Regions from separate parts of the Mus musculus genome. Here all the other regions are linked to region 2. The links are chromatin contacts, called in public Micro-C and promoter capture Hi-C maps. All regions are on one chromosome and are shown on one strand. Each heading gives the region's core, a stretch centred on a gene start, on an enhancer-like site or on the middle of the called end of the contact. The rest is flanking DNA. Distances are from core to core; before and after follow the strand shown. Region 1 holds the start of Minar1 (membrane integral NOTCH2 associated receptor 1). Region 2 holds the start of Zic1 (zinc finger protein of the cerebellum 1). Region 3 holds the start of Ankrd34c (ankyrin repeat domain 34C). Region 4 overlaps Tbc1d2b (TBC1 domain family, member 2B). Region 5 holds the start of Adamts7 (a disintegrin-like and metallopeptidase (reprolysin type) with thrombospondin type 1 motif, 7).

Region 1 (2,700 bases), core at 53-2,552, 1.7 Mb before region 2:
CTAGCTGATCTCAACTCACCTCACCACCCCACCCCCACCCCGGTGTTTACAACCTTTGACTACTATTTCACAAACAACGTCGGCATGCATGCTGTTAGAGCAAGCTACTCAATTGCTTCCCAGAAGCTCCCTGCACTCTTGCAGAGAGGACCAATGACTACTTGCTGGTTTTGTGGCCTCGCAGAGTACAGGACTTGGCAGGGATGGCGGTAGAGCAGGTGGGAAAGGCTGCTGAGAGGTGAGCTAGTGTGTGAATGAACTCAAGCCCCGCTGCCAGCCAGGCCTTGCTTTGGTGTTTTTCTGGCAGGTGAAGTTGAACGTCTCCAGGAGGAAAGACACCTCCTTTCCACAACAATGTGACTGGAAATCGCAATTTAACGTTGGGATACACTGGTCCGTTTTTCTAGGGTTGGTTCAGTTCTCCACCTTACTCCGATAGGTCGGGGGTGGGGAGGTGTCACACAAACAGTTCACCTACTTGACCCCCAAAACACCGTTGTTTGAAATGAATTCTTAACCAGGAAAACTTGCCCAGAATTTTGTGGTCTTTGGCCATTGTATCTCTACTTTCATCTCTTTTCCCTCCACCAGATATGGCCAAGCCTACTACCTACCGCGCGCGCGCACACACACACACACACACACACACACACACACACACACACGCACACCACACGCAAACACACATACCACATGCGCGTGCACACGCACACCCCTTTTCCCACTACCGTACCGAGCTCAGCGAAAAGGGTCTCCGTGCCCAGGCGGCCTGCAGTCGGGAACCTATCGGAGCCAGGGAGGAGTGCCAGTAGCCTGGGACTTTACACAGAGTCCCTGTGTAATAGCAACCGGCACGTAGCGATCACACCTTGCACGCACATACTTGCACATGTGCGCTCGGGTGCCCATGGGTCTCCCGCTTTCTGAAGTTACCTCTGGGGGCTGCTCCAGCTCTCCGTCCCCGGTCCTCCGCAGCTCTTGCGTGGCTCTGAGGTGGTGGTCCACAGGGCCTCCAACGCAGAGCTTCCCGAAGGTTCCCTAGGCAAAAGAATCCTAGGCTCCAGGGCAGCCCAGGCTTTGCACTTGGGGCAACACCCCTGGCGTAGGTTAACTTCAGCCCCCACAGCACGAGGTCTGGATCTGCAGACTAGGGTCGCACCCGGGCTTTCCTGGGCAGTCGGCAGCCACTGCCCACTTGCATGATGCTGGGGCTCTCAGCGGCTGGAGGATGCGGCCTCAGAGTCCGGATCAGCCCCAATCTCGGTTTCTGAGGCTCAGCCAGTGTCACCACATCACGGTCTTGGATACCGTGGGCAGCTCGGGCCAGGAACTCGATGGCCAGAGACCCAGTTTAGCCTCTCCATCATCTCCCGCCTGGGGAGCAGAGGAAGGCAGGACTCTCCAGCAGTGGGCTCGTGCTCCCTAGGGCGGGAGGGGCAGACTCCAGAGGGGCGCGGCAATAGCGCCGAGGGCGTGCCCTGCCAGAGGCTGCAGCCACCTAGAGAGTGGGCGCCCGCAACCCCAGAGTCCTGAGAAAGCCTCTGCTTCCTTAAGAGTCGCGCCTGCTGAGACCGGGCAAAAGCAAGCAGAGGTTGGAACTGGAGGGAGCCTCGGGCCAGATCCACCCCGGGGTTTGCTTCTCCCTATTTCCGGATGCTGAAGGTGACTGCGGCCCCCAGTGGAGAAGCAGAAGCTAACATCGTCCGCTGCTCTCCTTTTCTCCAGGTGCACTCTGCTCACCCTTCTGGGGCCTCAGACTCTGCAGTGCTTCACCAGGCCAGGGCAAACTGGTCACTTGGCTCATTGATGTTTCCCTCCTGGCCGGTGTTGGCTTCATTGGTACCCAGATTGGAGAGACTAGCGTTCACGTGACCAGCCCTCCCCAAACACGCACTCACACTCTTAACGGAATAGATTTCCAAAAGTCCAATTGGATACATCGATGAGGACTGGAGGCTTTTCCCAAGCCATCTAGGGTACTGCAGTGGGACTGAAATGCAGCAGCCTGCCTGTGGTGCCACCATTTATACAGATTGTCTTCCTCAGCTGGGAAAGTCACACAAACAGCGCTTTAAAGAAACGGAATTATAGTTTCAAACTCGTGGAATCAAGAGAAGAGTAGAGAAAAGAGAGAGAGAGAGAGAGAGAGAGAGAGAGAGAGAGAGAGAGAGAGAGAGAGAGAACCGGAGGGAAGGGGGAAGGAAAGGGAGGGAAGGAGAGGGGAGGAAAGGGAAGCGGGATGGAGGGGAGGGGAGGGAAAGGAAGGGGAGGGAAGGGGAGGGAAGGGGAGGGAAGGGAAGGGGGGGAAGCCTACTATTGGGGAACAAATAACTAAGGGGTGGCACCCTCTTAGGTTACTTTTCCAAGAGTGCAACCAAATGCAGGTTCCTGGCTAACTTTGTGACCTGTGGTCTGTCTTCTGTCCTTGGGAGGTGGTGGGGGCTGGAGGAGGGACACTGGTCTCCATGACAGCTTTCCTGCCTGAGGTTTTTTTGCTATGACTGGAAGCGTTCTAAAAGTGAACCTGTTAATACATGGATACTTTAAATAAAGCCTCATGGGGTAATAAGCTGCCAGCTGGATTTTCCCAGAATTTCACCCTTATTACTTTAGTGCCAGGCAAGACCATGCTCCTCTAGGGAGGACAAAAGCAACTGAGAGGTGAAAGAAAGGTCAAGTTTATTTGATCCACTGTACCTT
Region 2 (2,700 bases), core at 170-2,669:
TTGCTTGATGGGTTGGCGCATATAGCGGAAGAAGGCTCCAGCCCCGTGATGTGCAGCCATGTTCACGTTCATGGGCCCATAGCCGTGAAGCTGCGGGGCAGCATAGTGCTCGGATCGCGGGCTGGTCACCTGGCCGTACTGTTCCGGCCGTGGGTACATGTCCCCGGAGAAACCTAGCCGCATCTGCCCGTTAACCACGTTGGGCGAAGCGTGGCCAGCCGCCTGCTCGTGAAGCCCAGAAAAAAGGAGGTGGCCCGCGGCGTCCGTATGGCCGTGTGGGCCCCCAAAGCCGCCGGCCGAAGCAGCGAAGAGACTGTGCTGGGCGCTAGCTGCCGCCGCCGCGTCGCCGAAGCCCCGGTTGCGGAACAGAAAGTCCCGGGTAGAATTGAAAGCAGCGCTGGAGTAGGAGCCGACGTGGCCGGGGTGGTGATGGTGGCCCAGGGCCGCAGCAGCGGCGTAGCCCGGAGCCTGCGACGTGAAGGCTGTCTGGCCAGCCGAGGCCAGTTCGTGCGAACTGGGGTTGAGCTTGAAGGCGCCCATGCCGTCGGCGAACGGGTTGATACCCAGGCCCACGTCTCTCTCGGCCACGTCGCCCGCCGAGTGGTGCCGGGATGCACCAAAGGTGGTCACACCAATCGCGGGATACTGGGGTCCGGCGTCCAGGAGCATCGTGGCTGCACGGGGCAAGCCCCGGCCTCCCCCGCCCCCCCCCACCCTCGCCCGCCAAGGAGGGAAGATCAGGAGGAGGAGGAACGGGAGGCGGAGGAAGAGGAGGAAGAAGAGGAGGAGGGAGGGGGAGTCGACCCACCTAACGAAGTCTCAGCCAGCAGGCAACGGCCAGGCGCTAGCCGGCACCCGCCCGGCCAAAGGCAGGCAAGAGAGATGACTGCCGGCCGGTAGAAGGCGGGCTCCAGCGCCAGCCGCTCGAACCGCGCGGGCCGGGCTCTCACTTTCTCGCCGCTCAGTCTCTGCCGAGAGGGCCTCGAATCAAGGCTGCCCGGGGAAAGGCATAGAACATCTCAGCCCCCCAATAAAACTTCTTCCCGGATTTGTGGCATAGAGGAATGTGAACGCCAGAGCCGCCACTGCTCGCCCTGTCTCCTCGCGCAGCGCGCCCCTCCTCACTTCTCCACTAGTCTCAGTCTCTCTCTCTCTCACTCTCTCTCTCTCTCTCTCTCTCTCTCTCTCTCTCTCTCTTCTCTCTCTCTCTCTCTCTCTCTCTCTCTCTCTCTCAGGCTCTCCTCCTCGATCCTTCAACTCTCCCTTTTTCCCCCTCTCTGCTTTTTGAAAAAAAAAAAAAAAGGAGGGGGAGAAAAAAGAAAAGAAAAGGCGCAAATCATGCACAATATTGTCTTTTGCGGTTTATCTTCCTGGGGAGAAACTTTCACCTCCTCAGCCGGGCGGTGAGCGCGAGACTGATAGCAGCAATCATTCCTGCAGATAAATGAATTGAAAGGACGACACCGTCGTCGTCCCCCCCCCCCCCTGATGAATGGGAGCAGGGGGAGGGGTCACGTGCGACCGACGCGGGCGAGGATTGGTGAGGCGGCAATCCCCCCACACACCCCGCCCGGGGCCGCCGCGCCAACGAAGGGCGCGCGGTGGCGCCGCGCGCTGCTCATTGGCCCGCCCGCCTCATCAATCCCAGGTATTGTAAAGCGCTTGACATCCCCTTTTGACTAACAGGGCTGCCAGGAGTAGCAACTTTTTTTTCCCCCCTAGCAAATTTTTTCCCCCTCTTCTCACGGAAGGAAAAAAATGCCACGATTTCTTTTCCCTCTCATCTTCTCTTCTCTTCTCTTCTCTTCTCTTCTCCTCTCCTCTCTCTCTCTCTCTCTCTCTCTCTCTCTCTCTCTCTCTCTCTCTCTCTCTCTCTCTCTCTCTCTCCCTCCTCTCCCTGTCTCTCCCCCTCTCCTTACCTTCCTCCCTCCCTCCCTCATTCCCTCCCTCCCCTTCCTCGCTGCCTCCTACCCCTCCTTCTCTAGGTTTTGCTTCTTGTTCTATGTTCTCCCCCCTCCCCGCCACACACTTTCCTCTCCCTCCTTCTAATGTCCCCCTTTCTCCCCTCCCTCTGTTTCTTTCCCTCCCCACTCCCCTCCCCCCTTGCCTCCCCATCCCTGAGCCACTCTCCTTCAAACCTCTGCAGAGCGTTTAAAGACTGGAGACCCCCGGCGTCTCCGAGAGCAGCAGTTGGGGGGGGACCAGCCGAGAAACACCCCAAAGGCACTTCCAGAATGTCCGGACTCAGCAACTTTCTTTTCTCCCTCCCTCCCCTTCTCCACCCTCCCCCCCCCCCCCCCCCCCCCGGGCAGCAAAGGAAGCTTTTGTTATTTGCTTCTTTTGAAGTTTGCTTCCTTTTTGACGGGCCTCTCTCCTGTTTATAATTTAAGATTCGGGAGCGCGAGGGCAAGCTCTTTCCTAGAAACGTGATTTCTTGGTGTCTTTCACAGCCTCAGTTTTGCAGACTTCCTTCCTGCATGCCCACTCACCCCCAAACACAGGTGGATGGATCTCTTAAACTTTTCCTGGTTCCTGAGGTTTGTCGGATTGGGTTTTGTTTTCTGTTTTTAATGGCAGTTTGGAAACCTTGTTGCCGATCTCCCTCTCCCCTCATTTTTTTTTCCTTTTTTTTCCCCTCCGGTCTGGTCCGTTGTGTGGCTTGCTCCCACCCCCAACTCGCTCACTCTGCCCTCCCATTCC
Region 3 (2,700 bases), core at 89-2,588, 1.6 Mb before region 2:
AAATTATACAATCTATATAGAGCATTTGGCACCGGGTGTTGGCATGCGGTAAGCGACTTATAAAAGATAAGTACTTTGGAAAGTTTGGATACACCCTCCCAAACAGAGGAGGCCACTTCGTTTAGCTGCAGCATTCGCGGAACCTTGGAAAGATACCTTTGCACTCCGCCCCTTCCTTCTGTAGTCACAGGAAGCAGTTAGAAGCCGATTAAAAACTGAACTTCACAAATATTCGTCTTTTCGGTTCAAGAGCCCCGTTTTGCCAAACCCAGGGAGTCACCGCCCACCATGCAGAGGTAACTGCGGAGGAACTAAACAGCGCCTCTGGCTTAAAGCTGCAGGGGTGGAGGTGGGAAAGGGCTCTGTCCGAAGTGCTGAAACCCGGGGTGTGGCTGCGCCTGGTGTATGGGAATCCATTGCTATCAGTGTCTTTGGGTCCCTTCCTGAGGACTGATTATGGGTGGGGGTGGGGTGGCGGAGTCAATTGAAGTCAGAGCCGTAAATGCTCCTCCCATCATTTCTCAGAAATTCTCAGACACATACACTTTACAATTTTGTGCACATTTTCAGAATCACACCTTGTCTTTGCCCACTCCCCACAGGTTTATGCAAAAAACGTAAGGCTTTGCTCCAGTTTTAGTTCCTATAAAAACCCAGACGCCCAACAGCCTGCCCCAATCTGCAACCATTTCCTACAAAAGTCCCTGGCTCCTACGCATGTCATCCCCACGCGTTAATGCAAATATATATATTTTACATTAAATCCTTTCATTCCAGTCTCCCACAATTTCCTGTGATAAAAACAGGCTCTCTCCTACCAGCCCCGCCTCCTGCCCTGGCTAGAAAACGCAGACTTACTTCTGGGGAGACTCTAGACTCACCTAGGTGACCAGCAGAAAGCCTTTGAGGTGCACTTAACCCGTGGGGGGGGGGCTTACCTGCTTACCCAGAGATGCTACCTTGGTCCAGGACTTGGACAGAGCCATCACTTCCACAGCACCTCCTCCTGCGGCTTCAGGTTGGCTCCAGGAGGGCTCTGCCTGTCTGAAGCAGAGCCAGAAGCTGAACTAGCCCTGTCTTCGTGGATGCCGTTGAATGACTTGCTCAGAACTTCTTCAAGGGCCACAAATGAAACCTCTGTGCCAATTATTCGAATCACCCTGATCTTCCAACTTGTGGTGGCCAAGGAGAAAGAAGTATTTAATAAGAGAAAGAAGTATTAAAGAAATGTGAGGATGCTCCCTAGACTGCAGCTTCTAGCTGCAGAGCTCCTGCGCAGCCCAGTCCTGCAGCTTGGCTTCTGCTGGCTGGCTCCACTGCTGCCCGCTGGCGCCCGAGAAAGGCTCTCCAGCCGGGAACAGAGAGGGCTGTGTGGGTGGGTGTGAGCGAGGAAGCTGAAAGGAGGGGGCAGTGAGGGTGGGGGAGGTGCCTACCTGCCCCTGTGGGGAAAGGAGCCGCTGCCCCTCCCCCTTGTCCCTAGTTCTCCTTGAAATCAGACTTGCTTAACAACTTGGCAGGAGCCTTTGAGCCCCTGGTGTATTTGCGCAAGTGAAGAGTCTATTCCTTGGGGTCTGGAGATTTGAACGGACCTTTCCAAAGTCTTGTCACCGGTAGGGATTCAAACTCGTGTCTGCTTTGCTTTTCCTATGGCTCTGCCTATTTCAGATTTCCTTGATAAACTTGAGATCTCAGGATGACAGTCCACAATGAGAGAATCTGATTGTGTGTGTGTGTGTGTGTGTGTGTGTGTGTGTGTGTGTGTGTGTGTGTGGTGGCTCCACATGGCTACTTCTGGATTGCATCAACTCCAACCTTTAACCCACCTCCTTCCTACTTCTATGACTTCCCATGGAGTCAACACTAAACAATTTTTAGTTATCTTTTAACTAAATTAATTCATAGCTACTGCATATTATTCAAAGCAGAGTACGGTTTTAGCAAGTGGGTGCCTCCTTCCACTGAGCCCTGTAGACTCCTTTCCCCACTAGTCAGCTTCCTAGAGGTAAGTTGAATTTTCTTCTAAATTTCATGCACACATAGCATTGATTTACCCTACCCCAAAATGTCCTACTTCTTGACATAATTTTAGTGATTTCTATATTTCTTGAAAATTATCTCATTTATATGTTCAACGTTCCAGCACAAAGTTTCAAAGTATTGTCTTGCTATTTTTATGTATGTATGTATGTATGTATGTATGTATGTATGTATGTATGTCTCTGACACTGTTCCAAAAAAATCCTCTTTGCTTTCCTAATACTTTCTGTTGAAATTGTCTATCACTTCTCTTTTACTTATTTTAAAACCAAACTTACTAGATAGCTATCAATGTTACTGATCTTTTAAATGGATCGATATTATTTCCTACTGTGCTTTTATTAGTCAGCAGTGCCATAGTACTACACATGGAAGTTTCCATTCAGTCCCCATAATTTTTTAATGACTTGAGTTCTGTTTATGGAGTCCCCTTAATCCCAGTAAAAGTTAGTATAGTCACTTCTACATTTCCCATCTTGCTAAGTGAGACTTTCTACCCCAGAATCTCAACAGTGTTTCTTTCCCTAAATGTTTTCATGGTTTGTAACTATTATATTTGTGCAAAGGAGTAATGCAGAGGTTAGAAGCCAATTATTCCACATCACCCCTGAAAAATCCATTTTTTCATCCCCTGATTTAGCATGCTACTTGACAGTGTTGCTG
Region 4 (2,700 bases), core at 46-2,545, 1.1 Mb before region 2:
TGTTCACAACTCTGCAGTCCCCAGCCTGTGAGCACTCACTCAGCTCACTGCTGGCAAATGAAAGGTGCTAGAAGCCATGAAGCACACGCTCTATCATGATCTCAACGCGAACACACCTGGACTCTTCAAGGGTAAACTCCACTTGGAATGCAAACACCTAGAACCAGTGGCTGCATGGAACTACTGGGGGTGGTAGACATACTGGGGTCTGCTGGAGTCGGTTGGGCTCTACCTGATGCCCAGTGTCCCAGAGGATGCTTGCCTACCCAGGCCTGTGGGAGGCTATACAAATTAAGTCTGTGTTTGTCTTTATGTGCACAGAGGGGAAACTGACAACCTCCTTGAAGGTGGGAAATTCAGAGGGGAGGCGTGTTTCAGCTTTTTCTGTGCCAGGGACAGGAAGAACTGAAAGTGTCCCAGGTGATGACAGCAATAGCAAGGGTGTTGGACGTACTCAAGGCAGTTCCTGAACATGCCTGGGATTTGAGCATAAAGTTCTGCCCCTCCTCCCCAGCTCTGCCCTTACTAGACCAGCCCGTTACAACCAGACCTCTAGGGGTCAGCGGGTATGGAACTAAGGACGGAACTAACTGAGTTTGCAATGTGTTTGCAATGTCTATCCAGAAAGCCAGCCCACAGTCTGCCCTTACTTTTAGCCTGTCCAGCTCCAGCTGGTCCTTGCTGGCTGGGATGGCCAAAGGAGAGCTGGGCCCCAGGGTGGGTGATGACACGCTGCCCTCACAGGCGCTGAGCTTGATGATGACCTCGTCCTTGGCCTGGATGGTCTCCATCAGCATGCCGAGCCGCTCGTTGAGCTCGCCCACCTTGCTCTTCAGCGTCCTCACTTCCTGCTGGAGGCTTTCCTTCTCCAGGCCGAACCTCTCCAGCTGGCCGCTGAGGCCCAGGATCTGCTCGTCCTTCTGGTGCAGGAGCTCCAGTGTGTCCCCGGGGACCCCCTGGCTGATCTGGGGGTTCGTGAAATACTTGTCATATTGGGATGACCGGACTGTCTGCTGGAGCAGCCGAATGAGCTCCTAGGAGCCAAGAAGACAATGAGGTGAACGGTAAGAAAGCTGGGGTGTGGGGGAGAAAAGCAGAAATCATGAGTGTTATATAAGCAGTCACTGGAATCTGAGGAAATGCAGAAATAAACTCCACTGGAAACATTTTAATGTTGAACTTCCTCTTGAAAGATCTCAAAAATAGAGAGGGGAAAAAATGTACTCCACAAATACAGCCTGAAGAGAACAATAATAGGAAACGGGAAATAATGGATGTGCGTGCTGTAATTAGCAATGGTTCCTGGCACATGCTTATCGGCGCTAAGGGATCTGTGAAGTACTGCGTGGTGGCACATGCCTATAACTCCAGTGCGGGAGCAGGGGGATCAACTGCTCCAGGGCAGCCTAGATGACACAGTGAGATGCTGTCTCAAAAATAAATGAATAAATAGAAGTGTATATGTGTGGGGGGGGAATGGGGAGGGGCAGGGTAGGAAGATGACTCAGCAGTTAAGAGCACACATTGCTCTTGCAGAGGACTTGAGCTTGATTCCCAGAACCCACACTGGGAGGTTCACTGAATCGGACATTGGTTTCTGGCTTCTGTGGATGCCTACAGTTACATACTCATACATATAGCTAAAAATAAAATTAAAAGGGGGAGGGGCCAAGCTTTATGGGTTACTGTGCTGCCTAGCAATTAGGTAGAAGGAATTCTTACCAGTTTGGAAAAATTGTCTGACGGGATGTGCAAAGTTGAGGGAACTCGAGTCTGAGAAACCGGGCGTGGGTACTGAGAGGAGCACCTTGTAACCTGTCTAGGGTCATGGTCTAGGGTCATTGAATAAACACGGGCATAGCTCAGGGCACAGGATGGCAGCCCAAGAGCATGAGCCTCAGGGAAGGGCTCCTGAGTCTCTGGCCCACCGAGGGCACACAGAAATCAAGCGACAGTTACCTTCTGACTGGATAGGTCCTTCTTGAGTTGCTCCAGCTCCTCCTGCTGGCTTTGAATCTGCAGCTGCATTTCGGGGACTGGCTTAGTGGGACCTCCGCTGCTGCCTGATGATGTCGCCGTTCCCTCGAGCAAAGGATCACTACTGCTGTGGCGGTTTTTGTATGACCCAATTATATCTTTCAAGGGGCGCTTTCCTTTGTAAGGGTTCCGTCCAAATTCAAAGGGGAATCCTGAACTAGCGACTCCTATATTTAAAAATAAGAAGTTTTTTTTTTTTTTTTTTTTTTTTTGAGCATGTCAAACCTTCTGGTATTCTTACACATCATCCTGAGGGTTGTGGACTCATCAACCCATGCAGAAAGCAGGGCAGCTGGACATGTCTCCTTGTCCTGCTTCACTGTACAGAAGCCCCGAGAGGTCTAAAGCTGCAGAGTCTTTGCTGGACCACTCTTTACAGAAGACTATAGTATGAGTATCACGAAGACAACTGAGGCGCACCAGGCAAGCCCTGGCTTCTTACTTTTACATTTGTTTTTGGCTAAAAACAAAAACAAAATGGATTTTTTAAAAGTCTAAATACACTTTTTAAAGTGAGACTTTATGTATAAGTTGACCCAAATAATTCAAATGTACACTCAAAAACACAAGCTTGAGGCACAAAAGTACTACGGCCTTTTGATTATTTAAAGCTAGGGGAGACAAAGGCATCGGTGGCTCCCTGGGGTCACGCAGAGACTGGAA
Region 5 (2,700 bases), core at 42-2,541, 1.2 Mb before region 2:
TTTCCGTACCTTTGCACTGGGTGGGAGATGTTCAGGAAGATGGGATAGCCTTTGTTGTTCCTGCCACTGTCAGAGGTGGGGGGGTGGGGGGGGAGAGGGAAGATGGAGCCCGAAGAGGTCAAAGGGTAAAGAGAAGAAAGATGACAAGGGACTAGAGGACACAAAACGAAATAAACCAACAACAATCTCCGCTGCAGGGGATGTCACAGCCTCAGGTGGTACCAAGACCTAAAAGAACTAAGATGGAGACATTGAGGATGACTGTGAGGAGAGCAGATGTCGATGCATTACACACATCTCCCTAGAGCTAAGAGAGCCGGACAGCAGAGAGATACAAGTGAGCTCTCTGGTAGGAGAAACACCATGAAACTGCCAATGAGCCGTATGGGTCCCTGTGTACCTTGGTGGGCACAAAGAGTGGCCAAGGGGGAGAAGAAGGATTGTACAAGTACATCACTGTCAGGGTAGAACCAGGCTCAGTGAAGGTGTGTGTGTGTGTGTGTGTGTGTGTGTGTGTGTGTGTGTGTGTGTGTGTGTGTGCGCGCCCGCGCGCGCCCGCGTGCATGTTCTCCTGAGTCTGCTCCTGGAAGTATAGGCTAAAGGGGATGTGGATTAGGGCCACCAAGGACAGAAGATTTTTAGGAATATGAAGCAAGGTTGGCTGGCTTTCAGGCTACCAGGGTCCCTTCTGAAAGTCTGTAGCCACTGTCTTGGCCCACCAGAGTCTCTAGGCTGTTGGCAGAACGCTGTGCCGAGTCCAGGGAAAACAGACATCTGAAAGCATCTGGAGGCAAGGAATCAGCGAACTGCTGCCCAGTCTAGAAGGGCCCAAGTCTTTCTCCTAGGTTGACTTTGGACACAAATCTAGAATCCCCCGGATCGTGCCTCCTTGCTGTGCCATCTCCGTTCCTTGGGGGTTTCCAGGTTTCTTTCTCTGAAGGGCAGGCATTCTTTGCCTGGGACGCATACCCAAGAATGTCTCTTGAAGCATAGATAGTGACAAGAAACTGCAGAACTCCAGATTTTTTTTGGGAGGGGACGGGGGGGGGGGTAGATCTCGGAGGATACAGACGGCCTGGGCGCGCACCACCGCCAGGGGGACGTCTGTAGCCCTGCGGGCGGTCCGGAGCCTGAGTTGGTAGGGTGGGGACCGTGCTCTGCAAGAGGTGGCCCGCCCGCAGGGCGCTGAGGCCTGGCGGGGGCGGGGCGAGACCGGTGGGGGCGGGGGCAGGAGCCCGCCGGGCGGGGCGGGGGTGGGCGCCCTGCTCCCCCTCCCGCCCTCCCTCCTTCCTTTTCTTTCTTTCTTTCTTTCTTTCTTTTTTTTTTCCTGGGCTTCTCGCTCTCTTTCTTTGCCTCGGCAGCTGGCTGAGGGGGCGGGCCTTGCAGTCTTTGTTGCCGGAGGAGCGAGTGCAGCTGCCCGGCGGCTAGAGTCAGGACCCGGACCTTGGGAAGAGTTTAAAGCCAGGCATGTCCTGAGTCGGACCCAGGCCCGGCTGGGACGCAACGGCGTAGACGAAGGAGTGCACAGGGGTCGTCCTGCGGCCACCCCGTCCGGGCCATGCACCGTGGTCCGAGTCTCCTCCTGATCCTGTGCGCTCTGGCGTCCCGCGTCCTCGGACCTGCATCAGGTGGGTGGCTGAGCCTCTGGGACCCGTCTGACCCTGCCACCCTTTCTGCAATCCCAGCCGCTTCTCTGTGCACCCCGCGCAGGACCGGCTTACTCTGAGACTAGGGATCAGCTGGGGTCGTGTTGGCAGCTGAGAGAAGCTGCACCTACCGGGAGCCATCCTTCAGTTGTCCACTCAGCTGGCATCCGGGACTTGCCACTGGAGTGAGCTTGCACTCTCTTCGGGCTTCGGCTTCCCTGCCGCGCGTGCTGCGCTGAGTGCATCTTTCCCAGGAGAGCGCTCCTCCGAGTGGGCTGGACGATTCGCGCGAGACGGCTTCTTACACACTCCTTCGGGGTGACTCTCCTGGAAAGCAAACTAGCCAGGACGCTGCTGGGGACCGCGCCAGGTCGCAGGTCTACCGGGGTCCGCCGCCTCTCCTCCCAGCTAGGCGGACGTGGGGGTCCGAGTCCCCATCGCCTTTGCATTTCCTGTTTCCCCCTCCCCCAAGTGTTCAAGGGAGGGGAATGGGGGAGCCTGAGCTTCTTCCTCCGCCCTGGGTTAACTCTCCCAGCCCCGCCTGGCCGGCCGGCCTCCGACGAGCCTCTGGCCAGCATCCAGGCTCTTGTTTGGCCGCGACCTGCGTTGTAGCGCGCTTCTGGAGAGTCCGGAGCAGCGGGCCTGGGACTGTGAGAGTCAGGGATGTGGAAGACCCCAGAGCCCGTGTTTAGCACGCTCCAGGCCAAATGGGGGCTGGTTATGTATCTGCAGGTGAGGGATTCAAGGGTATGACAGGGGTGACGGGACTGGAGGGATGAATGAACTCTTGAGTGAGTTGGACCAATATGCATGGGGCAGGGGTGACCTCAAGGAAGATCTGCCCTGAGCCTGATTAGGCCATTTGCCATCCTGGTCAAGATACTGTAGCTGTGGGCCTGGATGCCAGGGACATTTAAAGCACCGAGGAGAACAGCATTTTGGGATTAATCTAACAGTAACATTCGAGAAGTCTGGGTGTGTGAGTGTGTGAGTACCTGCTGGGACCTAGCCTTAACACATTCTTATTTCTCAAAATCTGTTATCAGAACTGCAA

Evidence for each region. Promoter capture Hi-C pulls out the DNA fragments that hold promoters and counts their contacts. A called contact is a pair of places that touch in the nucleus more often than the background predicts.
Region 1: a Micro-C map of embryonic stem cells shows a contact between it and region 2, with 4 times the contacts expected there. The contact joins the promoter of Minar1 here to the promoter of Zic1 in region 2. A contact is called at or near these places in 3 of 39 promoter capture datasets (embryonic stem cells, liver and pre-B cells), 2 of 484 Hi-C or Micro-C datasets (both in embryonic stem cells), 1 of 115 datasets of contacts at active chromatin or transcription factors (embryonic stem cells) and 1 of 9 other capture datasets (adipose tissue).
Region 3: a contact with region 2 is called in a Micro-C map of embryonic stem cells, with 17 times the contacts expected there. The contact joins the promoter of Ankrd34c here to the promoter of Zic1 in region 2. A contact is called at or near these places in 2 of 39 promoter capture datasets (both in liver), 3 of 484 Hi-C or Micro-C datasets (all in embryonic stem cells) and 2 of 115 datasets of contacts at active chromatin or transcription factors (both in embryonic stem cells).
Region 4: a contact with region 2 is called in a promoter capture Hi-C map of hippocampal neurons, with 2.1 times the contacts expected there. The contact joins the enhancer-like site here to the promoter of Zic1 in region 2. A contact is called at or near these places in 8 of 39 promoter capture datasets (cranial neural crest, embryonic stem cells, hippocampal neurons and 4 more), 2 of 484 Hi-C or Micro-C datasets (cerebellar granule neurons and cerebellum) and 4 of 115 datasets of contacts at active chromatin or transcription factors (astrocytes, embryonic forebrain, embryonic stem cells and 1 more).
Region 5: a contact with region 2 is called in a promoter capture Hi-C map of embryonic stem cells, with 5 times the contacts expected there. The contact joins the promoter of Adamts7 here to the promoter of Zic1 in region 2. A contact is called at or near these places in 12 of 39 promoter capture datasets (cranial neural crest, embryonic stem cells, hippocampal neurons and 5 more), 6 of 484 Hi-C or Micro-C datasets (all in embryonic stem cells), 8 of 115 datasets of contacts at active chromatin or transcription factors (astrocytes, embryonic forebrain, embryonic hindbrain and 2 more) and 1 of 9 other capture datasets (embryonic stem cells).

What each region holds. Positions count from the first base shown.
Region 1 is chr9:89,621,684-89,624,383 of GRCm38.p6, forward strand. Minar1 (membrane integral NOTCH2 associated receptor 1) reads right to left here and starts at 1,303. Exons shown (of 4, transcript NM_153509.2): 1 at 934-1,303.
Region 2 is chr9:91,364,349-91,367,048 of GRCm38.p6, forward strand. Zic1 (zinc finger protein of the cerebellum 1) reads right to left here and starts at 1,420. Exons shown (of 3, transcript NM_009573.4): 1 at 1-1,420. The coding sequence starts at 669. It also overlaps a transcript of Zic4 not described here.
Region 3 is chr9:89,737,137-89,739,836 of GRCm38.p6, forward strand. It overlaps Ankrd34c (ankyrin repeat domain 34C), which reads right to left and starts at 1,339. Exons shown (of 2, transcript NM_207260.2): 1 at 947-1,339.
Region 4 is chr9:90,225,371-90,228,070 of GRCm38.p6, forward strand. Tbc1d2b (TBC1 domain family, member 2B) reads right to left here. Exons shown (of 13, transcript NM_194334.2): 5 at 1,960-2,204; 6 at 651-1,034. Among named protein-coding and RNA genes, the nearest start is that of Tbc1d2b, 44 kb to the right of the region's middle. Within about 2 kb of position 1,296, at least 26 of the 459 cell types and tissues checked have an H3K27ac peak or open chromatin away from gene starts, as enhancers often do. A contact at or near this core is called in hippocampal neurons, where this site is marked.
Region 5 is chr9:90,161,687-90,164,386 of GRCm38.p6, forward strand. Adamts7 (a disintegrin-like and metallopeptidase (reprolysin type) with thrombospondin type 1 motif, 7) reads left to right here and starts at 1,292. Exons shown (of 24, transcript NM_001326351.1): 1 at 1,292-1,628. The coding sequence starts at 1,559.